2 separate regions of the Ovis aries genome follow, and region 1 is linked to region 2. Evidence: chromatin contacts called from public Hi-C data. All regions are on one chromosome and are shown on one strand. The core of a region is the stretch at or near the end of the contact, and the rest is flanking DNA. Distances in the headings are between cores, read along the strand shown. Region 1 holds the start of ARRDC3 (arrestin domain containing 3). Region 2 overlaps ADGRV1 (adhesion G protein-coupled receptor V1).

The links. A called contact is a pair of places that touch in the nucleus more often than the background predicts.
Region 1: a contact with region 2 is called in a Hi-C map of skin fibroblasts, with 2.8 times the contacts expected there. The contact joins the promoter of ARRDC3 here to the enhancer-like site in region 2. A contact is called at or near these places in 4 of 16 Hi-C or Micro-C datasets (blood, mixed tissues, retroperitoneal adipose tissue and 1 more).

The regions. Positions count from the first base shown.
Region 1 is chr5:88,496,606-88,503,163 of ARS-UI_Ramb_v3.0, forward strand. It overlaps ARRDC3 (arrestin domain containing 3), which reads right to left and starts at 4,340. Exons shown (of 9, transcript XM_060415993.1): 1 at 1,248-4,340; 2 at 1-32. The coding sequence starts at 32.
Region 2 is chr5:88,218,261-88,224,648 of ARS-UI_Ramb_v3.0, forward strand. The region is part of intron 86 of ADGRV1 (adhesion G protein-coupled receptor V1); the gene reads left to right. Among named protein-coding and RNA genes, the nearest start is that of ARRDC3, 280 kb to the right of the region's middle. Within about 2 kb of position 4,346, at least 12 of the 54 cell types and tissues checked have an H3K27ac peak or open chromatin away from gene starts, as enhancers often do.

The DNA of each region.
Region 1 (6,558 bases), core at 3,090-5,589, 280 kb after region 2:
TAAAATAAAACTCCTGTCTTCAGCTGGTTCATCTGTAGAATGGGGATAATTAATATTTATACCCCATAAGTGATTTTTTTAATGGAAAACAACCTAAACTGCAAAGCATCTTCAGCTAACATCCTACAGGCTAAGACTCAGACCTCAAATCTCATACTAAGATGTTACCTTTGTCTTCAACCATTTACTTAAATTTATCCTAATAAGCCTACATATAAAATGAAAACTATTCACGTAAACCTTTAAAAAAATATCAGTTTTGATACGGAAAATATGAATGTGAAAACTCAAACGATTAGAAAACTGCTAAGTAGATGTTGGGAGTTAAAAAAAAAAAAAGGAACAGTGATTTTAATGTCGGTTTCATAGTCAAAAATAAAAATTGTTACTGAACCTAAAATTATGACCTCAGTCTAATAGCTAAAAATTCACATATATATGATGTACCTTAGACTTAAAATGTGCCTGCTTAACGGGAAAAAACAGGTCATACATCCTTGAAAAATGAAGATAAGGATGTTCCCCAGTGCTAGGGAAAAAACAGGATGACCTTTGATTTTACATCCAATTTCTTTTGATGAAATAGGTTATTTTTCAAACTATCTAAAAAAAAAAAAAACCCTCAGGGAAATACGGGAGGGGGTTCTGGATTCTTGACATGCTTTTCTGAAGCGTTCTAACTAGGTAATTTAATTACATAAATGTCTACTAACGCAGCTTCCTCGGTGTAGAAACCTTTATCATTAAATAGGCTGTCAGAAACGGGTATTATCATTTAACTTTCCCTCAAAAAAGTAATAAATACACACACAAAAAATGATGCTTCCCTCAGAGGGGGGAAAAAAAGATGCCTATATGTGGATACCTTTTATTCAATAACCATCACGACTCAGTCTTGTCACCATTATTTTGTTCTTCTCCCCCCACCCCCGTGCAAATTCTCTCTCCTGGATTTCGGCCCTGAAAGCGGCTGATGAGTTGGGGGACATTTAAAACCGCTCCCTCCTGAAGGCGCCCAAAGTTTGCCTCCCTGTCTCTCCTTTTCTTCCCTTCTCGCTCCCTTTTTGTGCCAGCTCAGCAGTCTCATTGAGGCGAGCGGCGGCGGCGGCCGCGCCGTGGTAAACAAGTGCCGGGCTGTCAATCAAGAACTAGACCGGAGCAGGAGAGGACCGGCCTAAACCGGCGCGAGCAGATCCCAGCCGGCCCGCCCGCGCGCCGCCGCCGCCCGCGCGCCCCGCTATACATACGGCATATGTCGCGCGGCGCTCGCACTCGCGCTCGCACAGCCTAGCCTGCTGGCGGCGGGAGGGGGCGGGGCCAGGGCGCCGCAGCGCTTCCGCTTTACACGCCCCAGCCGGTGACCGGTTCGATCTGGCTCGGGCCACCCTGACACCTTTAAATTTGCAGCAAAGGAAATAGGGGTGGGGGCGGCGAAGGGATGCAAAAGCTCGGTGGTGGCGGTGGGGGAACAATGGCGGGGCTGGTGGTGACAGGGAATACTCGCCAAGGCCCCCACCAAACCCTGCCTTCGATGTTCGTGTCACTTTCCCCGTCCCGGCCAGCCTTGGGGGCGCGCTCTCCCCTCAGGGCAAATCAAGGTAGCCCGTCCGGTGCCTGCAGAGACCGGGCAACACGCTTTTGTTTCAGCTAGGAGGGGGATAGAGCGTTCAAAGGAGCTTCCAACAACTTCTACCTGAAAAACCTGGAAAATGGGGTCCGGCTAACCCGGCCCAGCCAACTTCCCCGTGACAGAACTGTCAGCTAAAAAGTTGCTCCCAGGGCCACCTGGCACCTGGAAGGCTTGCCTCTCCTCTCGGTTGAAACCTGAAGTCGTCCCTTTCCAGCTCTGCAAGCGAGGTGAGGTGAGGGGGGGAGAGAGAACGTTATGTGACAGGAGCCCCGTGCGTTTCCAGAAGCCCGGGCAGGGACTCGAGAAGGGGCGGGGGCAGCGGCGGCTCAGGAGGGACCTTTACCGGCGCACGCCGGTTCCAAGCCTCGCCCCAGCCGGCGAGCCCTCTCTCCCCACCCGCCTGCGCCCAATCCAATCAGAGCCTGGCATCGCCTTAGCAACAGGCTAACAAACCCGGCTCCGCCTATCGCCGGCCGCCCGGGGCGGGGCCTCAGTTACCAGGCTAGTTTGAGAGGTCCCAGTTCTAAAGTCATTGAAACTCTTCCAAGCCGAAGAGCTCGTCCATGCTTGCAGGGGTTGAGGGGTGTCCCATGGCGGGGGTGGGGGGGTGCAACACAGTGTTCTTTACTATGAAACCGTGGCGCAAGCAATGAAATTTGTGTTTGTCCCCGTAAGTCGTATTATTATTCTACTTTCACCCCACTGTGCACCTTAACTCCTTAAAAACCTGTTTTTTCTAACTCATCTTAAAAAAAGCTACCAGTCTAGGAAGGATCAAATACAAACTCCTGGGCGTGCTGTTCAACCAATACCGGGACTGTCATTAGGCAGTTCCATTTCTTAAGACTGTCACTGCTTGGAGAGATTAACTAGAAATTATTTTAGTATGCAAATGATCTGTGTGTAACTGAAAACGCAATTAAAAGACTAATTTCAATCTTAATACTTTAAAAATAAGCGTTCATGCAGTTAATTCAAAGCACCCTACGTTTCCACACTTGCCTTAGTTCAATTAGCACTTCCTCATGGGTGTGTATTTTTTAATTAAAAGGTTAAAAACGTGCTCTATTTTTTAAAAAATTTCAACATTCGAACTAAATACTGCATTAAAAAGGAGAAGCACAAAATTACATAACCAGTTTTCACATTATATTCTTCTTGGGCTAGGAATTAAGTCATCGTCACCACCTGACGCGTGTAACCAATCTGCTGAGAGCAGAACAAGCGCCCCTCCTCACCACCCCCCAGAACTGGTCCGAAACAGGATTGAACCGCTTCTAACAAAGGGTGGAAACTTAGAAAAACAAGCTTAGAGTCTCCTATATTTCCACAATGTAACCATTTAAACAATAGATTGGAAATCTCAGGACCCCCTTTCCCTTTGACAACCGTTTATCTTCCTTTTCTGACCAAAAATCAAATCCAATGAGCCGAATACTTTTCAATTCCATTTGACTGGCAGGGGTTTCATTGAATCCACGTTCCAAAGTTAGGCATGATGCTCGGAAAAGAAAATTTCTGACCCTAAATGGCTTTTAAAACTGATTTTTAACACATCATCATGATAGGTGCTGTCCTTTAAAATAGAGAACGCCTGAGTAAATTTCTGAAGGAATTGGAAAGAATAGGGAAAAAACACGTGGGGTGTTCATACCATATGTCAAAATAACCCACAGAAACCCTTTATCGAGAACTACGGTCAATTCTCTAAAAGTCTTTTGCGTGTCAATATTAAAAAATGAAATACACCTATTAACCCACTTTAAAGTGTTATTTCTTCATTGAAGCTTAGTTTTTAAGACCTCAGGTTGCAGCGTATAAGGGAAAAATCTAATATTCGACTGCAGCTTTTAGCAATTCATTTGAAAACATGTAAGTAAAATTACTGAATCGGTTTTAAGCATAATTTATATGTAAGGTTGAAATGGATTCCAAATGTGTATGGCACAAACCAAGCCGGGTATAGAGGTAGTTGAATAAGTGCAGTTTGCAGTCACTTTGCAGATGCCTGCATGCGTTACGGCTTAACACACGATGAATGTCAAGGAGAATCCAAATCTTCTAACTTTGCTAACCTTTATCAAACTGCTATATGTTATGCTAGGAGCAGGATTACATTAATTCAGAAAAATTGAAAAGGCACTTTCCAAAGAAAGGTCTAATAATTTCCTAACAATGTTTAAAAAAAAAAAACTTACCTCTTTCGTGTCCAATTAAGATGTCTTTATGGTTGAAATATTCTACTTCTTCAGTGTAATTCTGTGTATAGGCAGTATTGGAGCCGGCGTTTCTCGATTCGGTCCAGCGTACTTTCGCATGTCCTCTTGCATGAATTTTAAGAGATTTTACTCTGATTTCCCCCGTAACTTCTAAATTCACCCTTCCTGAGACTGTATCCCCACTAGAATACACAGGGACATTGCTGTCATTAAGACAGTCAAAGCTTATTGTCAAACTCTTTACCTTTCCAAGCACCATGTTTATAACAAAATCTATAAAAAATATAATGTAAGACAAAAAAAGTCAAGATCACATATATGATGTGATCCTCACTTAACACTGATCTATGTCTTTGCCGTGCAAAAAGCTTGCAGGCAGATCAGCGATTCTTTACAAATAGTTCATTGAGATTTCTTAAAAAGTCAGGGCAGCACAGAGGCTGCTGGCTGCTCCGCGCTACTGCGAGTCTCAGTGGTCTCCTTACAAAGACGGGCGGCTGGAAGCTGCCAGCTCACTTTAAGAGGAGCTTTGTGAAAAACAACCCAGGTGCGCATGCGCACGCCGCGGCTGCTGTCGGCCCTCCCAGCGCGCCCCCTCCCGCGCCCGGCTCGCTCTCTGGCTCGTTTGCTCGCTCGCGGGTACAGTAGGTGTAAGCCACGGGAGGAAGACACTGGGGCTGCTGGGAGGCTGAACCAGACTTCTCTGCATTGTGGCCTCCTATTGGTAGGCAGGCTACCGTAAACCCTCGATGTGCTAGCCAGAGTCCCTTATCGAGCACACTCTAGTAGAAAGATGATGGCCGAGGGGGCCACCGGGGGACAAGGTTTGGGTGGGGAGCTGTTTGCAAAGGGCAGTAAGGATAAAACTGCTGAGTGACCGGCCCGAAGCATGCGTTCCCGGCACTGCAGGGTTTTGCCCACTGCCTGGATGGGAGGAGGAAAAAGTGATGTATGTAGAGAGATGGGGGAAGGGGAGAAACCGGTTGGGCAAGGGCTGGTCGCTGAGCATAATCTTAACGAATTTCAAAAGAAAATGTAATAAAAATCAGAGAAGAGATAATGTTCAGTAGACAAGAGCATTCTTGGCTTGGTTTTTTAAAAATTTTTATTTAAAAAAGACCAGTGCCTTGTAGGCAGGGTGGAAATGACCTAGTCGAGACGTTAAAAGAGATTGCAACAAGGAGCAAAGAAGAGAAGCATCTATAATTTAATCATTATATTTTGCTTTCTCCTCCACTGCTTTCTCTTCCATCTCTTAATTCGATACCAATAAAAACAACCAAGATGTTTGCTTGATGACACCAGGGGAAAAAAGGTTTGACCACTTCCTCGAAGGAAGAAGCCATCCTTTTTTTGAGACACCACCTACAGCTAGATTTGCAGGGTATGACATGATTGTAACTCCTGTGTCCAGAGGGTTAAGAATAGGATTTGGCCTAAAAAAGTACCACCTTATAAAAGGCAGCATGACATAGTGTTTTAGCTGACATAATGTTTACAGCAGCATTGAAAAATCTTTGTTAGAAGTTAGTGAAGCCCAGAGGATGGTTTTTAAAAAAGAATGATTTGTTATATAACTAGGACTTAATTCTGTGAAGCTTTAATTTTGATTTTCAGCTTTGGACTGTTCAACATAATAATTCACATATCTATCTTAAGGACAAGTACATTTGTCTCTTTATTGAGAATGTTTTGATAACAAATTGGAGTGCTTTCCTGTATCACACTGGGAAGCAAGGCTTAACAGCATAAAATCATCTAGATTGTATGGAATCAATGAAATTACCTGTAAGAGAGGAATGGGGAGAACAGAATATGAATCTCAAATTATGTATACATAACTAAATACTCTTCGGAAGATTTTTGACTGTGTGTAAACTGCTTTAAATTATTTTGTGCAGTGTATTAAGATAGGATGAAGCTCTAAATCATGACCCATTGAGCTCATTGGTCTTGCTGGTTTTTTTTTTTTTTAATCCAGAAACTGAGTTTTATTTGTTGCTTTTAGTTGAAAGGCAGCATTTGGGAGTCAAGAGCATTATATAAATTGCTTACATGGAATATAAATATGCAAACTATTTTGACAGTTAAAGAGCTGGACATTTATCTCTGATAGAGCTTAGATGGTTTTGCTGAAAACTGAATTCGTGTATTTCAGTGGTGGTGAGGGGAAATAGTCTTTTTTCCCTCTTGCATGACACCTGGTGGCTTTTCTAGTTGTTCAAATACTTGGGATTTTGTACTGGCCTTGATAACTGATGCTATTTGGGTTTTTCTTGCCACCTAGTGGTAAAAGTGGTGAATTTGTGTTAGCTTAAGGTCAAACTATATATCTAGTGTTCAGATGACTTTGGGCGTGGATTTAAAAGTGAAGTTTATAGTGAGGCCTTTACTACCGGAGTTATTTTAAATTACTAAGGGCCAGTGAGCAGTGGTTGAATTCTTCAGAATTTTTAGTAAAATTTCTCCTTTACTAAAACCTCTTTACTAAAATCTCTTTAGCAAGTTGGAGTATAGTTTATTTCTGAAAAAATAAGTCAGCTGTTTAAATTAAGACAACTAGAATTCCATTTAACCAAAAAGAATTCTGAAGAGATTTACTTGTATTTTGGAAAATCGTTTTAGCCCGTTAAATGATTCAATCCTGTCATTATATTACATTATTCCTTCTGTCTGAAGCTTTTAGGATATTATAAATCATTCTCGTCA
Region 2 (6,388 bases), core at 3,096-5,595:
CTATGATTCCCAAAACTATGTGTTCAGCCTTGACCTCTGACTTGATACTTTACATTTTATTTGAAGCCTCCTTTAACTCTCCTACACTTGAGTATGTTCCACTTAGCTCAAATTCAAAATGTCAAGAAAAAAAATGTTCGTCTATTCAGGGCCATTTGATAATCTCTTTGAATCTGTCTGCTAAAATTCCATTGCCTTGACCTAAAAAATACTGTCAAGTTGGGACTGTAAATTCACGTTTTGCCCATTTTGCTGTTCCAAATGCATCTCAGTTAATGACAAGATATAATAAGAAAATATTAAGAAGAAGATGAAATGGGGATCAGAAACACAAAGTGGAATGTAAGCTGGGCTGCAGCCAAGGGCCTGGTGTTTTCTGGGTCCACAAGCCTGTGAATGCAGAAGTGTCTCAACTGCTGTGGTGGTAAGCTGGGATTTAGAGGTCTCACACAAGGCAGGTAGACTGGAGCAGCAGCGCCTGCAGGAAAGGTGTCTGCGAAAGGACCGCCACTGAGGTGTGGGCTTTGGCTTAGGGGTCTGGGAGCCCAAGGAGAAAGCAGAGGAAGAATCTTGTCAGGTTTCCTGGGCCAGACTCTCTAGAGTTCGCAGTTTTATCTGCCATATTTGTATGTCATTATGGGGGTAGAAGACCCAGGATATCAAATTAGCCTTCTTTGGACAGGAAGGTTAAATGGAGGCCACCATAAAACCATTAGACAGAAAGAGGTAGCCAGAGAGGAAGACAGAGACTAGGGGAGAGAGAGAGTGAGCAAAGAAGCACATGCTTTCCACTCGACTGGCTGCAGTGTCAAAGATCCAGACGCTGGAAGAAAACTGGTGGAGACAGCCCTTCAAATCACCGATCAAAAAGGTAAATATAATCCAGAAAAACATGTAAGGATAAACTATACATAACTTTGGTAATTATGTTTGACTCTTCAAAAAGATAAAGCAGGAATCAGCAAACTGTGCCCCTACCAGCCACTCACCTGTTTTCTCATTTTATCTATTTCTTTGTTCACAGCTTTATTGAGATATAGTTTACGTGTCATAAAGTTCATCTATTTAAACTGTAGAGTTCATTGGTATTTATTATATTTATATAGTTGTATAACCATCACCATAATCTAATTTTAGAATATTTTCATCATCACTCAAAAAACCCCGTATGCGTTAGCAGTCACTTCCCATTCTCCACTTCCCTGGGCCCTAGGTAACCATTAATCAGCTTTCTGTCTCTGGAGATTTGTCTGTTCTGCACATGTCTTATAAGGGGATCATAGAATAGGTGGTCTTTCAGATCTGGCTTCTTTCACTTAGCATAGTGGTTTCCTAGTTTATCTGTATTACAGCATGTATCAGTGCTTGGTTCTTTTTGTTGCCAAATAATATTGCACTGGATGAACATACTACCTTTGTTGCTTATCTGTTTATCAGTTGATGGACATTTGGGTTGTTTTCACCTTTTGGCTATTATGAAGAAGGTTCCTATGGACATTCATGTACAAGATTTTTTATTAATATATGTTTTCATTTCTCTTGGGTATATATATACCTAGAATTGGAATCTTTGCATCACATGATAACTGTATGTTTAACATTTTGAGGAACTATAAAACTGTTTTCCAAAATAGCTCCAGTGATCTGTTTTGTAAGTAAAGGGTTTTTTTGACAGCCATCCACACCCATTGTTTTACATATATTCTTGACTGCTTTCACAATACAGAGTTGAGTATATGTAGTTAAATAAACTCCATGTGGCCTGAAAAATCTAGCATATTTAATATCTGGCCCTGTATAGAAAATGTTTGAACATCAATCCCTGACATAAAGGCAGATATATCCACTCAAAGCCCTTAAACATAAGAAGCAAAGATAGATATAAACAAAATAAAAACACAGACCAATATGAAAATGAAAAAATTTCAAAAATCTTGGCAATGAAAATACTAGTAGTTGAAAATTTTAAATATCTTAATATTTGAGATAAGATACAGATGAGACACAGAAAAGAGGGAATTAATTAGAATCTGAAACTAAGATTGAGAAATTCATCAGTGAAACCTGCAAAAAAAGAGAAAATAGGAAAACAGAGCTAAGAAGTATGAGTATACATTGCCCGAAGAAAAGAATACAGGGAATGGAGAAAAAGATTTGAAGAGGTAATTGCTGAGAATTTTCTAGAATTGAAGAAAAAAATAACATAACTACACATAAATATCTATTGTTTAAAAAAAAAAGAGGGAGGTGGAAGAATGCTAAAAAGTCTAGTATGTTAGTAAAGTTCTCATGTATATTTTTGAAAACCTGGATAGTAAATACCTTTTCTTTGCTTCTCATATTCCTTACTGTTAGAATAATTGGCACAAACCCCATTCAGGAGTTTGGAGTCTACAGTGGATGCAGATGCTGCCAAGTTCTCTAAAAACCTAACTTTCAAAGCAGCACAGACTGGTCCCAAGCCTCTTCTCTTGTTTCCTATGAGATTCGTGCACACCCGGTGTACACTTTATACCCGAGAAGGGGGGCAGTTCTGATTGTAGTCATCCCTCTGTATCACTGGGTTCTGTATTTGAAGATTCAACCAACTATGCATCAGAAAATATTTGGGAAAATAACATTTCAGAAAGTTCCAAAAGGCAAAACTTTAGTTTGTCACACGCTGGCAACTATTTACATAGCATTTACATTTTGTTTACATTGTATTATAAGTAATCTCGAGATTATTTTAAATATTCCAGAGGATGTGGGTAGGTTATATGCAAATACTACACCATTTTGTATAAAGGACTTGAGCATCCTTGAATTTTAATTTCCTACAGAGTTCTAGAACTAATCCCCCATGGAGAGAGGGAAGACTGTAGTCTCAAGCAGGTCCAGCCTATTTCTCTACAATTCCAAGCATGCAAAAGTGACCCTTTTTCCTAATGCAGCTGAGATGGTTTATGGTTTAGCTTTATTTTGCCCTGCATTTTTAAACTGGATGAGCATTTTCAGATATTGCAGTTAACCCTTGAAGAGCACGAATTTGAACTGTTCAGATCCACTTACACAAAGATGTTTTTCAGTAGCTATGTACTACAGTACTATAGACTTCCCTGGTGGCTCGGGTGGTAAAGAATCTGCCTGCAACACAGGAGACCCAGGTTCAGTCCTGAGCCCAGAAGGCCCCCTGGAGAAGGGCATGGCAACCTCTGTCCATAGGGTTCTCCAGGCAAGAACACTGGAGTGGGTTGCCATTTCCTTCTCCAGGGGATCCTCCGGACTCAGGGATTGAACCTGGGCCTCCCACGTGGCAGACAGATTCTTTACCATCTGAGCCACCAGGGAAGCCTAAAGAGTTGGACACAACTGAGTGACTTTCAGTTTTACTTTTCACCATACTATACCACCTGCTGTTGGTTGAATCCTCAAAAGCAGAAAACATACATATTATTATGTACAGAACTATAAAATTATATGAGGATTTTTTACTCCGAGGGGTGTGGCATCCAACCTGTGCATTGTTCAAGTGTCAACTGTATGAGATAGTATTATGAGAAATACATTCTCAAATAATAAATCGAGTCGAAAGTTGGGACTTCCCTGGCAGTCCAGGGTTTAAGACTCCATGCTTCCGCTACAGGAGAACGTGTTCTCCTTCCTGGTTGGGAAATCAAGATCACGTATGCTGCATGGTGTGCCAAAACAACAGTAAAGAAAGAGTTGAAAGTAAATCCCCTTTTCTTAAAGAAGCACGGTTTCCTGATGTTTCAAACTGCTAGTTTTTAAGTATTTTTGATCAAACTTTGTAAAGAGTGTTTTTTTTTTGCTTATTTACCAATTAGTTTTAGCAATGAGTGAAATGCATTATGAAAAGGAAAGTTCAGTTTATACTTTCCTTATAGCTAGGCTGTTTTTCATTTTTTCATAACTGGAATAATTATGATTACATATTTATCTTAGAGATTTAGGTTTGGTAAACAAATGTGATGAGTTAACACCAGCATCAGGCCTGTTTGCATAACTTAAGAGCTTGCATCAGTTATTTTGCTGGACCTGGCCTCTTCCATATTTCCATAGAACTGTTTTCCCAGCTAAGTACTCTTGTGCAGATTGGATGTGCCTGACAATAGGAGCAATTTTTCAGCAACACTTGTCTGTTGTTTATGTCTGCCCAGTATCAACCCCATTATACTCTCTTTTTTTATTTTTAGTGACTTTTTTGCTCCTGACATCCCTTAATTTCAGAGCTCAAATTTCCACTGAAATCCAGAGGAAATGGAGAGCAGGGGAAGAGCTGCTAGTAAATAAAATACACTCTCTGCTATAGTCTCCAGAGAGGGCCTCTGTCAGTCCCTCCCTTTCTGAGCGTGGCTGGAACAGTGATGTCAGTCTGTCTTCCTTCTGTGCTCCGTTATTACTCAACTGCTAAGTAACAGATTTTCAAAAGTCGATGGCTCCTAATGAAATTCACTGGCCCCCTCCTTCAGCGAAGTGAATGCGCAGTGAGAATGAGTCAGGATAAAGGTATGTTCCCTGAACTCAATTTCAATGTCTCAAACAGCCTTTTAAACAAAGCCTGTAATTTTAGGGTTTGGTTTTGATCTCTGGCAATGATAAGCTTGTCTCTCCTTTTAGGCTCAATAGAATTTACTGACTTTTTCTGATTCATCAGCCAGTTCTTATGATTCATGGATCAGGAAGGAAAATTAATTTGAATGAAAAGAGGAAGTAGATAATTACAAATCCCTTTCTTATAAAAATCCCACACATATGTTTCAGGATGATATGTAAAGATGTAAAGGTGGCTTGATCCAGCTGGCTATGTATAACATGAATCTGAGGTAGTTGGAATCTCCTGGTACAATAAAGGCTACTTCTCTGCGTGGTAATATATTTGAGAATGAATGCTTCTGTTTCTTCTCAGATTCCATTTCTTTATATTTACTAATAGTAATGTAAATCAAGATTCCATTGCTGTTACAAAAATTACTGAAAGCCAATTATAATATTATGAAGTATCATCCCTTATATCCTGAGAATGAGTGACTTGTCTTCTGGCATCTTAAAATATTTCTTAAAGAGTCCAAGGAAACTCATTAAAAGCCAAAGGAAAAAAAGAGGAAATCAGTTCAGTTCAGTCGATCAGTCATGTCTGACTCTTTGCAGCCCCATGGACTGCAGCACACCAGGCTTTCCTATCCATCACCAACTCCCAAAGCTTACCCAAACTTATGTCCATTGAGTCGGTGATCCCATCCAACCATCTCATCCTCTGTCATCAGGGTCTTTTCAAATGAGTCGGGTCTTTGCATCAGGTTGCTAAAGTATTGGAGTTTCAGCTTCAACATCAGTCCCTCCAGTGAACACTTGGGACTGATCTCCTTTAGGATGGACTGATTGGATCTCCTTGCAGTACAAGGGACTCTCAAGAGTCTTCTCCAACACCACAGTTCAAAGCATCAATTTTTCGGCACTCAGTTTTCTTTATACTCCAACTCTCACATCCATACATGACTACTGGAAAAACCATAGCCTTGACTAGATGGACCTTTATTGGCAAAGTAATGTCTCTGCTTTTGAATATGCTATCTAGGTTGGTCATAACTTTCCTTCCAAGGAGTAAGCGTCTTTTAATTTCATGGCTTCAATCATCATCTGCAGTGATTTTGGAGCCCCAAAAAACAAAATCAGCCACTGTTTCCGCATCTATTTGCCATGAAGTGATGGGACCGGATGCCATGATCTTAGTTTGCTGAATGTTGAGCTTTAAGCCAACTTTTTCACTCTCCTCTTTCACTTTCATCAAAAGGCTCTTTAGTTCTTCACTTTCTGCCATAAGGGTGGTGTCATCTGCATATCTCAGGTTATTGATATTTCTCCCGGCAATCTTGATTCCAGCTTGTGCTTCATCCAGCCCAGCATTTCTCATGATGTACCCTGCATATAAGTTAAATAAGCAGGGTGACAATATACAGCCTTGACGGACTCCTTTTCCTATTTGGAACCAAATAGCTCCTAGTTAATGCAATACGCACTGTGCTGTGTCCTCCAACGATGGCCACCATCAGTTATTTCCCTCCCCTGATGAGTGTCCTACTCCCCCACATAAAGCAGTAGAGTCTGTTTCCCCTCCCTTTAACTTTTTGGGCTTGCTTAGGTGAAAGTGTCTGTTGATAAGTTGTGCCTGACTCTTTGCAACCCGATGGGCTATAGCCCACCAGGTTCCTCTGTCCGTGGAATTCTCCAGGCAAGAATACTGGAGTGGGTTGCCATTTCCTTCTTTGGGGATCTTCCCACCCCAGGGATCAAACCTGGGTCTCGGACATGCTTAGACCAAGATAATCTGATGGAAGTGATACTGCCTCATAATGGGTCAAGTGTTTAGGAGGACAGGCAGTTTCAG